3 separate regions of the Zea mays genome follow, and regions 1 and 3 are each linked to region 2. Evidence: chromatin contacts called from public Hi-C data. All regions are on one chromosome and are shown on one strand. The core of a region is the stretch at or near the end of the contact, and the rest is flanking DNA. Distances in the headings are between cores, read along the strand shown.

Region 1 (5,103 bases), core at 2,189-4,688, 290 kb after region 2:
ATCCTCTCTGGCTCACTGCTATGAAGACTGAGTTTGATGCTCTCATTTTAAACAAGACATGGCGCCTTATTCCTCCACGAGATGATCTTAATATCATTGATTCCGAGTGGTTTTTCAAATTGAAGCACAAAGCTGATGGGTCCATTGATCGCTACAAAGCTCGTCTTGTTGCAAAGGGTTTTAAGCAACAATATGGTGTTGATTATGATGATACCTTCAGTCCGGTAATCAAGCCCACTACTATTCGACTATTATCATCCTTGGCTGTCACAAATAATTGGTCGCTTCATCAAATAGATATTCAAAATGCTTTTCTTCATGGCATACTTGAAGAAGATGTCTATATGAAACAACCTCCAGGGTTTGAAGATTCCAGTCATCCTGAATATATATGCAAGCTTGACCAGGCACTGTATGGTCTTAAGTAGGCTCCCCGAGCATGGTTTGCTCGCTTGAGTAGCACACTAATTGAATTGGGTTTTCAAGCCTCAAAAGATGATGTCTCTCTATTTATTTTCAACCAAGGTGCCACTCAGATTTAAATATTGGTCTATGTTGATGACATTATTATATTGAGCTCCTCTTCACAAGCCACTAATAAGCTTCTTGAGCAGCTGTCACGTGTTTTTGCTGTCAAAGACTTGGGTGCACTTAATTATTTTCTTGGCATTGAGGTTCATCATACTTCCTCTGGACTTCTGTTAACTCAACGCAAATATATACAAGATCTCTTAACACGTACCAACATGGAGAACTCCAAGGCTGCTCCTACATCGATGTTACCAGCTGAGAAGCTCTCTCTACATGATGGCACAACACTTTCTCCTGAAGATACAACTCGGTACAGGAGTGTTGTTGGCACACTTCAGTACTTATCTTTTACAAGACCGGACATCTCCTTCTTTGTAAACTGGGTTTGTCAATTTTTGTCGGCGCCCACAACATCAAATTGGGCTACCGTCAAACGGATTCTTCGTTATCTAAACGGTACACTTGATTATGGCCTGGCTATCACCAAGACACACACTCCGTTGCTTCGGGCCTTCTCTGATGCTGACTGGGCCGGCAATCCAGATGATCGCCGAAGTACAGGAGGTTTCACTATCTTTTTTGGTAACAATCTCATATCCTGGGGATCTCGCAAACATTCAACTATGTCTCGATCTAGTACTGAAGCGGAATACAAGGAAGTCGCTAATGCAACGACAGAAATTATTTGGCTTCAAGTATTACTTCGGGAACTTGGTGTTGTTCTTCCTCGACCACCAGTTCTGTGGTGTGACAATACCGGTGCTACATATCTTACTGCCAACCCAATATTTTATCGAAGAATGAAGCATGTCGAAGTCGACTACCATTTCGTCCGAGAACGTGTTGCTTCCGGCCAATTGGATGTTCGACTAATCTCCTCTAAGGACCAGCTTGCTGATATAATGACTAAGGCTCTACCAGGACCTGCTTTTTGCCATATTTGTAGCAATCTGAACTTGATTTCATCCCGTACAGATTGAGGGAGGGTGTTAGGATAGAGAGGAAATCTCGCTATAGTAGTTATTACTGTTTCCATCCTTGGGCTGCGTCCCATGATACTCGGCATGATTATTGCCATCCATTATAATCCTCTCATTGCTATATAATGATATGCGGTGACCCTCCTTGGGTATCGCCTTCCACCATTCTCACATGCCATACCAAGCACTCGGCAAAAAAGCATGCTTTGTCGAGTACCATACCAAGCACTCGGCAAAGTACCTGACATGGGGACCCCCTCTGGCGGTTTCTTTGCCGAGTGCTGTCAGGCCGACACTTGGCAAAGTTAACTTCTTTGCCGAGTATCACCCGAGACACTCGGCAAAGACACCGTCTCCGTCAACCCGACGCCGTAACGGTTGCTTTTATTTGCTGAGTGCCCACTGGCACTCGGTAAACCTCTTTGCCGAGTGCCCGAGAAAAAGTACTCGGCAAAGAAGGCTTTGCCGATGCACTGTATGCCGAGCCCTCTTTGCCGAGTGCGACACTCAGCAAAGCCTTTGTCGAGTGTTTTTAAGGCTTTGCCGAGTGCTTCAGTCACTCGGCAAAGCCGGCGATTCCGGTAGTGAAACTAAAATCCTCTTTCTATTTAAAATTAAATATCAAGAGTATTTTAGCTTCTCTAGTGTCATCTGGTATTCTCGCTCCCAAACACACTCTTACTATATGTCTATATAGATATTATGATTTCAGAATAGAAATGCGAAACTAAAATCATGAGTGGCCCTGATACTGAAAAACAATACGGAGTACTACTGGCTAGTATAGGTATATTATATTTTTTATAATAATTAACTGACAGTTTGACGCAGTGACACTGAACATATGGCATACTGACATTAGATGCAGCGATGCAGGTCCTGATCTTTGTGGAACCACTCTGCCATGCATGCATGCAGATGCAGCGAGTCGTACGTACCTGATCAAAAGGCTGCTAGATTTGGCATCGGCCAGCAGTAAGCCTATCCACGTGTAGGTGCTGTGCAGTGCAGCTAACTCTAGCTCAAGTAGGAAGCAAGAGCTAAAAATCACTTTCTAGTTTCAACAAATTGGGACGTACAGGTACATGCATGAGATGCAGTGACGTATAGGTAGCATGCATGTAGTAGATGCTGGGCATAGGAGAGAAGCACCACGTACAGGTACATGCATGAGATGCAAGTGAGTGACACCGCACCGACGGAGCACAGTTTTTTGTTTAGCTGTTTCTGGAGAGCACATGATATTATGGAACGGAGCTTGGAAAAGAGCTAGGGATCGAGATCCATCCATCAGAGGTCATAATCGAATAAAAACTTCACGCCGAACCTCTTTGCACTGACCGACCATAGCCTAGCTTCGCAAGCTAGTCCCGTAGCGTAGCAGATTCGTTCGCGACGGCTGCAGTGCAGAATGAGCAGCTAGCTTTGACAGAAAAAAAAAAGAGGAGCTGTTGGCGGATGGTCCGGGTTCTCGACACCCTCCAGGAGGAGGCGAAGAAGAAGCGCAGCACGGTACAAATACAGATGAATTAAAGCTAATGGAGTGGATTGAGGGGGCTATAATCTTGTACTACTTAATTTTAAATAGTGAGTGATTATAGCCCCCTCAATCCCCTCTATTACCCTTTGTCCCAAACAAGTCCTTAGGTTTCGCAGAAGCCACGCCAAGTGGCCGGCCGGCCGGCCTGCAGTCTTTTACGAGCCAACCTTTAATTCTAATACACCGACGCATCGATGCTCCGATGCTTTTCTCTTTCTCTTTGTCGCTTTCAATCGCCCCGATCGAAAGCGCTTTCATTCTCTGGTTAATGATTGGAGCATGACACGCGCGGAAAGAAAATTCTCGGCGCAGTGCGCTTTACGGGCCTAATCCTTACGTGTAGTTCCTATATGTGGGCTTCTGGTTCATCTGTGATCAAGCTGCCAGAAACTTGGCCCAATGGACACTGGGGCAGCAAACTACCGAGAATGGCCGGGCCCAGTCGTGGTCTTATCGACTTATCGCTGCAACTAGCTAGCTACATCCCCAGCCGCTATCCAATATTTTAAACTAGCCAATGGCGCGCCAGCGCGCGTGAATTTATATACTTATTTGTCCCATAAACACAGAGATAGGACATTATATTATACATATATGTATACAGAGCGTTGCAGTCTGCCAGATAATTATGATCATTGCATAATATACGGTCATCATAGAAAGTGGCGGGCTACAAACAGTACATATTTAGCATCTTTGAGTCTACGTATATATATATTAGGATGTATAGACAAAAGATACTTGGATACTATTTTCCAAATAAGACATAATTTACATACATCTGGTGGTGCGTCGAAGGCTTATCTCTGAAGTTCAAACATCCTTCCTGCGGTGTACGATGAGCAGGTTATTTTGAAGTTGAATAGATTTTTTTTGCAATTGAAGTAAAGGATGGTGATAGAGTATATGCATCAACAAATCGAATGAATAAGATATCCTCGCTGCAATCAGACTTTAAACATTTGCGCCTAGCCCTAATCCAAAAAGAAAGGTAAACCAATGAATTTGAGAAGTGAGAAGATTCTTTCAGTTTAGTACCTTTTCGGTGGTGATTGAAAAGACTGTAGGTTTTGGTCTACAGTTTGAAGACTATCGTCTATTTCAAAGCTGTCATGTTGCTGGCATGTAAGTCAACGTGTAAGCATAATGAAATCTAAATATCTCGAAAAAAAATTGAATTACTAAACACGTTGAATTTAACTTACATGTGGAGAAATGGATGCTGATAGTCTGGACAGTGTTGTAGAGCGCGAAATTCTTTGTTTTGTTTCAGATAAGCTTTGTTGGAGTTGATGGATACACCGGAATGTTCAATTTGGTTGATGGCAAGGATAGGTCTCTTCAATATGAAGCTATGACGGACTTGATGAATTAGATTATATGGCATGTTTGTTTGGGATTATAAGCTGCTTAGATTAGATAGACATTCCATGAATGCCCAAAATTAACATGTCCTGCAGAGGGGCCAAAAAATAAGAAAGCTTAGGGAGAAATCTACATTTTTATGGTAATACTGCACTTTAATATACTGATATGCCTTTTAATAGGTCTGTTAAAGTAAGATAGGAGCATCGAAAGTGCGTACTAAAGATTTATAAAAGATAATTGTTAGTATCATCTGAAATATGAATAAAAAACTTTAAGAAAGCAATACAATAACATGAAATGACATATGTATTCCCTAAATGCATCCAAAAGTAACATGTCCTGCATGAAGCCCAATAGCACGCGCGAGTGGATGCATGGCGATCAGTAAAGGCAAAGGCAGGTCCACATTATGCGGTCCTAGTTTCTGTTAATTTTCTTTTTCAGGGGAAACCAAATTTAGGGTTTCTAATGTGATTAAAAAAAGAGGCAAAGAAGCATTTGTGCCTTCCGGTGTAGTTGGAGGGGAAAAGGGGGAGAAAAAAGCATGTGTGCTTTCCGGTGTAGATCGACATCGTATTGTATTCCAGTGTAGATCGAGAGAGCATTGCAAAGATTCAAAACTAAATGCAGGAGAACATGAGAAATCGAAACGAAGCATGGAAAGGATCTGATTACCGCCCAGAA
Region 2 (4,580 bases), core at 841-3,340:
CAGAAACATCAGATGGGCAATGTAAACATTTCAAGTTCGGTTCAGCACAGTTTCGTATTCCAAACGTGAGCAAGAGCCTCTGTAAAGAAAATGGGCATTAACATAATTCCAGTTTATGGCGACCAAAAATCAACGGTAACTAACAATCATCTAGAAGCTGAATTAACGAACGTTCAAATGGCATACAACAAAGTGGGGGCAAGATAAGTTCATGCCGTTGGAGCATTCCCAGGTAAGTCCGAAATTTTCATGGTAAAATTCATTCAACTACAGCTAACAAGTCTGACTCACGGCAGAAGCAGTGCTTCTCTTCATCAGTACCAAGCTCCACCTACAACACAATGAGCTAAGTCAGCTAGGTTGATTGAATCGGAAAATGTAGGGCTCACGGCAAGGCCAAAAAAAATTGTTAAGAGAAAATAAGCCAGTTACCTCATAAGCATTGATGTCTGAGAAGAGAACCTGCAAGTGCAAACTGGTTACAGTATTCTACATTATGAGCATTGTACTACGGTAAAAGTAAAAGTACATTCAACAAACTATGCAAACTGTAAGAATTGACACAGTAACAATTTCAATTGCCGGAAAAATTGACAAGGATAGAAAACAAAAATAAAGCATGTCTATTTCTGGCGTGACAAGCAGATTTCAGTAGCAGACAATGTCATAATGGTAGCATCTTGCAAATTAGCACACTATATTTGTTTTAGAAACATAACCACTCTTCAATCTACTCAAGTAAACATAGTCCATTCACTTAGTTCCTTTGTCCAAGATAAACAATAAATTTGAATAGTAAGATTAGAAGACAAACCACAAAGCAAAGTGTGACATAATATGATAGATTGTTCTCCAAAGTATAAACAAAAGTGTGAAATATATGATAGATTGTTCTCTAAAGTATAAACAAACTTCACACGCAAAGCACAAAAATGCTACTTGTTTGCACAAGTGAGCATTTGAGCATGCATCAATAAGAGTTAAGTCATAAAATGTTCCTTACCTTCTTCCCAGCCTCAACTTCACTGACTTCAGCACCGATCGATAGAATCTAGCATGAACAATACAATGTGGTCAGACTATATCCTACTAAAATTAACAATCACAGAAACAGATAGTAGTGCCTTCAAGATCTCACCTCACCCATCAGATATCTCTCAAACTTAACAGCAGATTTTGGTAGCAATACACCGCCAGCAGATTTCTGCATGAATAAAACAGTTTTGTCAGAAACTCAGAACTCAGAACAATCAATTATATCAAACTATCAACTTCTAAAAACTTCAGCAGACACATGTGCATTCCTGTAATACAGTTTCACAGGAAACAGGATTGTACAGTAATTCAGGTATAGAAAAGGACGGGTGCAACAGTTGATTCTAAAATTTTAAAATTACAGAGCCCTGCTAACATGTCAAACTAACCACACTTATTGATAGTACTGCAATATCTCTAATCGGTGCAGTAAACAGAATACTGTAATTATAGTTGGGGGAGTGTTAGCTTGAGTGAATCAATTATACTGCTATATAAATAAACTCAGATTCCATAAGACATTTCAAAACCCAAGTGGTCGTAGTTGCTCTCAAAGTCAGAGTAACTACAGCACTTAGGCTTTATACGGCTACACTCGTATCCGTCTCAATCCATGCGTATTGGAGTGGAGACACGATTGATAGCGGAGAGACCTCAGGGATCTGCTCAAGACGGACGAGAACCCGGTCGTTCTGCGGCGCCACCTGCCCCCCCCAAAAAAAAACCAAGAACCACACCGTTAGACTTAGATCATAAATTCCACCCAGCAAACCTTGAAGACTCGAAACCAGAGCGCATGGATTCACACAGCAGCGAACCCACCCACCTTGGCAGGGTCGTACTTAAGCGCGGCCACGCGCAGTCCAGCCCGTCGGGTGTGGGCAGCGCCTAGCGGCCTGCGGCTGCTGCCGCTGCTGGCTAGGAAGGGCGAGGTGGACATGGCGGCGAGGAGTGAGGGCGCCATTGGAGCGGAGACCAGGGGGCGGAGGCGCGGAGCGTGGAAACTTCCAGAACGACGGGCTTCCTCTCTCTCTCTAGAGGATAGTTGCGTCGCGTGCCGTCCCTTATCTGTTTTTGCACGGGGATGGATTTCTTCTCGATGCTTCTATAGTTTCTTGTTGGGCCTTCATCTCGAAATGGTCTGTATAATCTGGAGGTGGAGGGGCTTAGCATCAATTTCGGCCCCATTACGAATTTACGATTTGTGCTGGCCCGCTGGAACAATGGGCCTGAAACAACGTAAGTTTTCTTTTGTATAATGCTTCATATCCTCGATATGGAATGGAATGTAACAACCGGCCGTAGATTAGATAAGCGCCCTTGCTGCGCTAGTTTTAGCCTCGCAATCTGTCTTTGTCGTTGTTTTGGTTAAAGAAAAAGGCTGGAAAAGCTCGGCGAATGGCAACTTCTCTATTCCGTTCTCATGGCAGAGCCCTTAGACACTGCACGTAGACACTGTCGGCCAGCTCTCGGATGATAATTGTTCAGAGAAACAATTCTGGCACCAGGTATATAGAATTAAAAAGGATAAACACCACAAGTTCATTTGTCTGGTAGCGGTTGGTATGCCGTATGCGTGGTACTTCCTCAAATTCAATACTAAAAGCAAAGTCACCAATGGTTTTAGGCAGGTCAAACATTTTGATTTAACTGGAATTTTAGAAAGTGTTAATAATATTTATTGTACATCATAAATAGTAATAGTCTCTTATATATACTAAATTAGTTAAAGTTAAAATATATTTAAATTTCGAAGAAGCAAGAGTATTTTATTGAGTGAAACTGTTAGAAATTGTAGTTAGCTAAAACGTTAGAGAGCAGTTTAAGAAAAAAGAAGAACCACATGATATGGGCATATGTCTAGTAGTCTGCATACGGTTGGCTGCAAGATGGTTACTACCTCTACCTCCCTAAACAAATATCCCTAAATAGATGCCGTTTTGTGTGTGTTTTTGAGGAGTTAAATTCTTTCCGCTTTAACTAAAATATATATAATAAATAAATAATTGTAGTATATAATTACTATGATTAGATAGATCGTTAAATCTATTTTTGTAATAAACTTATGTGGAGATGCGAATTATCTGAATTAATTGTTTGCTAGAGAAATACAGATCGGTATATCACGTAGGAAATTAAATTAGAAGGTTAGCATATGGGACGCAAAGTTTACACTGGTTTCAGATCTCAACCTCCCGTCTCTTTGTTTAATATCCTCGAGTTTACAAGCGGGTCCTCATGGTAGTTGGCTAGCGGAGGCTAGCTTAGGCGAGATGTCTAGAGATGTATGGGAATATGGATGCTAGTTGAGTTAATGCTAGGGAAATGTATTATGTATATAATAATAGTATAGTGGAGTATGGAGGATTGATTTAGAGTGAACGGCTGTAAAGAATAGAGATATAAGGGAAGAGAGAACGCTGACAAGACACGTGAGTGAGATAATATAGATGATAAAATTTAAAGTAAACCATAGAAGATAGTGTAAAATCACATGAGAAATTGATCGAGGGCTTCCTATCCTACCCCTGTCTATATATGGGCTGGACTAAGGCCATCACAGATACATAGTCTAAAGACTAGTTTAGGAGCTATAAAATTGGAGAAGATTGAAGAGGTTAAAATTCTCTTCTTATTTAATTTTGAATAAGAATTCATACATCGTCATTGGGTTTTGGATAGACGACGACTCGTGGATTCGCAGGCAGTCCAACTGCACACGCAACATGAGGGAAATTACGACGAGGATCACCTGCAAAGGCAAGTCAATTTTGAGATGGACAGCTAGACGCCTAGACGGGTACCAAACCAATCCACCATGAACACGGCGAACCGATGGCACGTCACATGTTTATTAGCTCCAAGATTTTATCTGATTGCGAAAGGTTAGTGTAGAGCTTATTAGTGCTGATAAGGATGTATCATTTTCTTTTTTTTTTAGCGTTACGAGGATCGATCCAATCATCTGGTCAACGACGACATAGCCTAGTTATTGTTAACAATGGGCTAGAGCTAGCACTAGCAGAGGGAACGGGGGCAAGCTAGGTGGCACTGGCACCTGCTAGCTAGCTTGCTTGTTATGCTATCTCTCGTGGTTTCTAGTAGGTGCAGTCATGCATTGACAGTGCGTGCGTGCGTGCGTACGTGATGATGCGAAGGAGCGGAGGGCTGTGCGGCATGCGTGACGAAGCGCAGCGTTGAAAGCCGACCGCCGAAGGCGTGGGCGACCCAGGGAAAGAAAAGAGAGCGTCACCGATCGATCGATGGACCGGGACTGGAGTCGAGTAGTGGAGTGGCGGGAAAGAAACGAACGGGGGCCTTTGATTACGACAACGGATAGCTAGCGGTAAAGAATGTTCTTTCCTTTGTTTTTTTTTTTTGTTTTTTGCCAACGACGTATGTTGTGAGGAAAAAAGAGAAAAGAAAAACCGGCCAACGTGATTCTCATGCGCGCCCAGCCCAGCATAATGGTCAACAAAGTGCAAATGATCGATATGCCTCTAGATCTCTTCAGTTGTTGTTGTTGTTGCCGAGTAGAAAGATGT
Region 3 (4,796 bases), core at 1,886-4,385, 270 kb after region 2:
ACCTTTGTCACCACCTTCTCACCATCTTCATTTACAAGCTCCACGTACCTCGACTTCCCACATTTTAAGCATTTCTGTTCTCTGTCATGTTCCTTCCAAAAAAGCATACAATTGTCTTGGCAAACATCAATCTTCTCATACTCCATACCAAGACCTTCAAGCAATTTTTTGGACTGGTACATGTCTTTGGGCATCTTGTGACCCGTAGGAAGAACCTCACTAATCAAATCCACAAGCTCCTTGTAACAATTAATTGAAAATGCAAACTTGGACTTGATTGACATCAGTCGGGTCACGAATTCGAGCACGGTCACGTTAGTGTGCCCGTGAAGAGGCTCTTCTGACGCTTTAAGTAGGTCGAAGAACTTCTGAACCTCCGGTGTAGGTGAATCATGATGATCTGGTGCCAGTTCAGGCTGCAGATCCTCAAGCATCTGGTCCATCCTATCAACATCATCTTCACCGTCATCAACTTCTACTTCTGCTGCTCGTTCAGCATCTTCACCATGGAGATACCAGACCTTATAGCCTGGCACGAAACCATGCGAGCACAGGTGTAGTGTGACCTGCCTCTTGGTGTGGCTCGTCATATTTCTACATTTATTGCATGGACACCTAATATTATCTATTTGTGACAAAGCAGCTGCATGGTCCAGAAACATCTGCGTCTTGGCAAACCATTCACTTGTGTGACACCCACCCTTCTTGAAACCTTCATACATCCAATCACGTCTATCACCCATTATTGCGGGTGTGTGTACGAGTAAAGAGTGTGTGAGACAATATCACGTTTCTAAACGTAACACATACATCTATATGTAAGTAGTAAAACTATATATATATATATATATATACATAAATAACTATATATATACATAAAAACTATATATATACATAAATATATAGTTATATACATAAATAACATTAAATTTATCAATAGCGAAACCTTCATACAACCTAATATGATAAGTTAAATCTATTCAATAAATAACATCAAATTCAACAATTTAATAGAATAAGTTAAATTTATTATAATAATAAAAATTTTGAATTATACGTAACATCAAGGCACACATGTGATATTAAACTAACTCTATTCACACTCTAATCACATGTTATATTAAATTAACTCTAATTACACTCTAATCACACCCTAAACTAACTCTAATCACATGAAAGTTAACTCCCATCGGCCATAAAAAACCGACGAAAATAAACATTTGTACACACATTTAAAAATAACACTCGCATCATTATAATTCAAACCATAATATACCTTAACGGTCCGGGGCGGCTGCGGCGCTCCGCGGCGGCGGCGTTGGTGGCGGCGAGCAGCGGGCGACGCTTCGGGGGCGGGCGGCGCTCCGGGGCCGGTGGCGCGGCGGACGGCGCTCCGGAGGCGGGGCCGGCGGCGGTCGTTGCTCCTAGAGCGGGCGGCGCTCCGTGGGCGTGGGTGGGCGGCGCTCCGGGGGCGTGGGCGGACGGCGGGCGGCGCTATGGGGCTGGCGGCGCTAGGGGGCGGCGGCGGGCGGCGCTACGGGGGCGGCGGCGGGCGGCGCTACGACGCCGGGGCGGTGGCGGTTGGGGGCGGCGCTCCCGGGGCGGCGGCGGGTGCGCTCTAGGCCGCGGGCGGGCGGCGGGCGGCGGTGGTGAGCGGCGGCCGGCGTCGAGAGGTGGTGAGCGGCGGCGGCGTGAAAACGACAGAGGCAAGCGAGCGAGAAAATGAGCCGCGCGGCGGCGGCGTCGGGCACATAAACATTTAATTCCCGTCGGCTAGCGTCAGGGCCGACGGGAATTAGTTAACTCCCGTCGGCTGGCGGCTGGGCCGACGGGAGTTAAACTAAAGCCCGTCGGCTGGTGGCTGGGCCGACGGGAATTAAAATAAAGCCCGTCGGCTGGCGGCTGGCCGACGGGAGTTAAAATAAAGCCCGTGGGCTGGAATTGAGCCGACGGGAGTTATTTAATTCCCGTCGGCCCGCGCTCGGGCCGACGGGAATTAAAATGGCCGACGGGAATCTTCCTGATTCCTGTAGTGGGAGGAGAGGAAGGAGAGCACTCGCATCCGGAAGAGCGCTCGCATCCGGTCATTTTAGGGTGCGTTTGGTTGGAGAGTCGACTAGAATGGAACGACTCCATTCTAATTTTTGAGAATGGGGTCGGTCTATTCTGAGTTTGGCAAGCAGAACAGAGCCGCTCCATTTTTTGTTTGCTTGAAGAGTAAAATAGAGCAGAGCTGCTCTGTTCTTTGTTTGGTTGGAGAGTCACATGAGTATAGAGATGAGGAGAGAGAGGAGGGCGCTTGCGTCCGGTAGAGCACTCGCATCCGGTCATTTTGGTGGAGCGGGAGTATTCTAAATATTTATGGTAAATTTTTATATGGAGACTACAGGATCCGCTCTTTTTTGTTAAAACAAAATATACAGAAAATAGGAATGCAACCGCTTCATTCTCATCCACTACGTACTCAACCAAACACACCCTTAATAAACTGAAAGTATTCCAAGTATTTTCATATAGAGACTCTAGTAGCCGCTCGGTTATTATTGAAAACCAAGCATTAAAAATAGAAATAAAGTTGCTCTATTCTTATCCACATCTCAGCCAAACTGACGCGCATTCTATTGCGTGCCGTGGATGGATTCTTTAATTTTTCAACTCCTTTTGTTTTTATTTACTACAGCAGCTAGCCTAGAGCGTGCGAGCAGGAAATCATCGGTGTAGTCATTAGGCTTGCCAGGACCGAAAGACATGAGTAATAAAACAGTAATAAAAAAAGGAAGAGGCGCCTCTGTAGCCTGCATCTCCAGTCCATCCCCCAATGCATTGTCTTCAGCGGGTCCATGATGAGTCCCATGAGCGATCGAGAGGTTCTGCTCCGCCAGGCTACTGTACCTGGACGGAGCACTGCGCATGTCCCCCGCCTGGCTGCATTGCGAGACGACGGAGCAGTGATGCATCGGCCACCAGTTACTGCGCCCTCGCTCTGACCTTCTGCTTCCTTCCTGGGCCAGTTAGTATATTAGTAACAATCATGGAAGGGGGCAAGCGCTAGTGTCACGTGCATGCATGCCTCCCGCCGGCCTAGGTTGTCCATCCATCCCATCCATCTCCATGCCGACGCTGCATGCAGTGCCGCCATGGCATGATGCATTGCACACGCTGGGACGCTGTGGGTGCCTGGGCGTGTGGGGGTGGGGGCTCTGCTGTGCCTGATGCTATCTCGAGACTGCTCAAGTACGTGCCCGCCTAGCTAACATTACGGATCGGCAGTCGGCACCTAGCAGTGTAACTGACAAGTGACATGGGGACGAGACGACAGCATGGACGCCTTGCATGATGCTTCAACCTTCAACAGTTAGTGCTAGTCCAACAGATTGAGCAGCCGCAGAGGAATCTATTTAGCTAGCCGGAATCGATCGGCATCATGGATTCATATACGTGCGTGCGTATATGCTGTGGACTGCTAGTCTCCCTCTCCTGCATCCTGTGCTGCTGTGTCGCTGGCTCGCTGCTATGGCAGGCTACCACCACGCGCGAGACACATCACACATCCATCCATCTCTCCCTTTCTTACCATAATAACCGCCAAGCAAAATTGATAACAAAAAAAAAGTTGGCCTGCAGACATTGTAAAAAAAAGAACCACGCTCTTGTAGAAAAAGTAGAGTAAAGATCTTACCGAAAAGCATGCTCTAACAAACTCCGATCTCTCCTGATTCGATTCGATGTATATATAATGCCTGCCTGCCGCATCATGAGGATTGCTACGCATTTCTTTTGATTAAGGTTGCTTGCGCTTTAATCCTCCGCCGATTCCGTGAACAACATATGGCGATTATATTCTACTCCCCCCAATGCAATGCAATGCATAGCACTGGTTGTGTTCCGTTCTCTAAGAAAGCTCCCATTCCCATCTCACGTATCACTGTCAGCTAGCTGTCCTTTTAAGCAGATATATATATACGAGGAGAAAGAAACCGACGGACACTGCTTTTTTTTCTCCGAGCTACCAAGGAATTGATGGCATTTACATAAACTGTTAGTGAAGCAAGATCATGACGCCTCTACCGAACCTGAACAGCATGTATCAAGACAAGAGGAATCGGGTCCTGTTGTATTAAAGGCATGGTGCTACCCCAGCTTCCTCGATGGGTGGCAGTGCTAAGCCGTTAGGAGGCCGTCCTTCACTGCCTGAATCTTCGGGTTAATTGAGCGAGTGAAGAGGTAATAGAAGCCCTAGGCTTCCCCTACTAATGGAAGCCCAGCCAGGACACGGTCGGCCCAGCACCCACGTGCTTGCGTCAGCCATGCAGTCGACAACCAAGAATTCAGGACGATAAGCGTAAGACAATATACGAATGCATATATATATATATATATATATATGGATAAAGATGCGTAAACCATGTATAAAGGAATCTTTTGACGCCCGAATCACGTGGAACGAATATGACATTGTGGACAGCGTTTACGACTGCATAATGACTTGTACTTGACAGTATAAATCATGTAGTATGTGGTTCCGGTTCTGGCTCGGGCGGATTCCTGCGTAAACCGTGAGCTAAAACAACGTAAATGATTACGAATTTTAGCGTAAATCGTAGATCTGTTTCGAAACGACAAATGCGATCCGAAAATTACGACATAAAAATCTCGCACGTCCCATCGTGATCGGGTTCTGACTCGGACAGATTTTAGAGTAAAACATAAAAAACAGCGTAAATCGTATATCTATTTCGTAACGGCGAATTGGCCCGGAAATTACGGCGTGAAAATCTCGCGCGTCCGATCGTACA

What was found. A called contact is a pair of places that touch in the nucleus more often than the background predicts.
Region 1: a contact with region 2 is called in a Hi-C map of tassel, with 2.7 times the contacts expected there. The contact joins the enhancer-like site here to the promoter of LOC100273606 in region 2. A contact is called at or near these places in 4 of 25 Hi-C or Micro-C datasets (bundle sheath, ear, leaf and 1 more).
Region 3: a contact with region 2 is called in a Hi-C map of ear, with 3 times the contacts expected there. The contact joins the enhancer-like site here to the promoter of LOC100273606 in region 2. A contact is called at or near these places in 4 of 25 Hi-C or Micro-C datasets (bundle sheath, ear, leaf and 1 more).

What each region holds. Positions count from the first base shown.
Region 1 is chr1:97,206,531-97,211,633 of Zm-B73-REFERENCE-NAM-5.0, reverse strand. No RefSeq gene overlaps it. Among protein-coding and RNA genes, the nearest start is that of LOC118476028, 200 kb to the right of the region's middle. Within about 2 kb of position 3,438, at least 19 of the 20 cell types and tissues checked have an H3K27ac peak or open chromatin away from gene starts, as enhancers often do. A contact at or near this core is called in bundle sheath, ear, leaf and 1 more, where this site is marked.
Region 2 is chr1:97,500,401-97,504,980 of Zm-B73-REFERENCE-NAM-5.0, reverse strand. It overlaps LOC100273606 (CHL-CPN10), which reads right to left and starts at 2,090. Exons shown (of 6, transcript NM_001365740.1): 1 at 1,862-2,090; 2 at 1,689-1,739; 3 at 1,139-1,204; 4 at 1,004-1,051; 5 at 433-462; 6 at 84-331. The coding sequence starts at 1,999. The coding sequence ends at 260.
Region 3 is chr1:97,228,095-97,232,890 of Zm-B73-REFERENCE-NAM-5.0, reverse strand. No RefSeq gene overlaps it. Among protein-coding and RNA genes, the nearest start is that of LOC103637679, 220 kb to the left of the region's middle. Within about 2 kb of position 3,135, at least 8 of the 20 cell types and tissues checked have an H3K27ac peak or open chromatin away from gene starts, as enhancers often do. A contact at or near this core is called in ear and tassel, where this site is marked.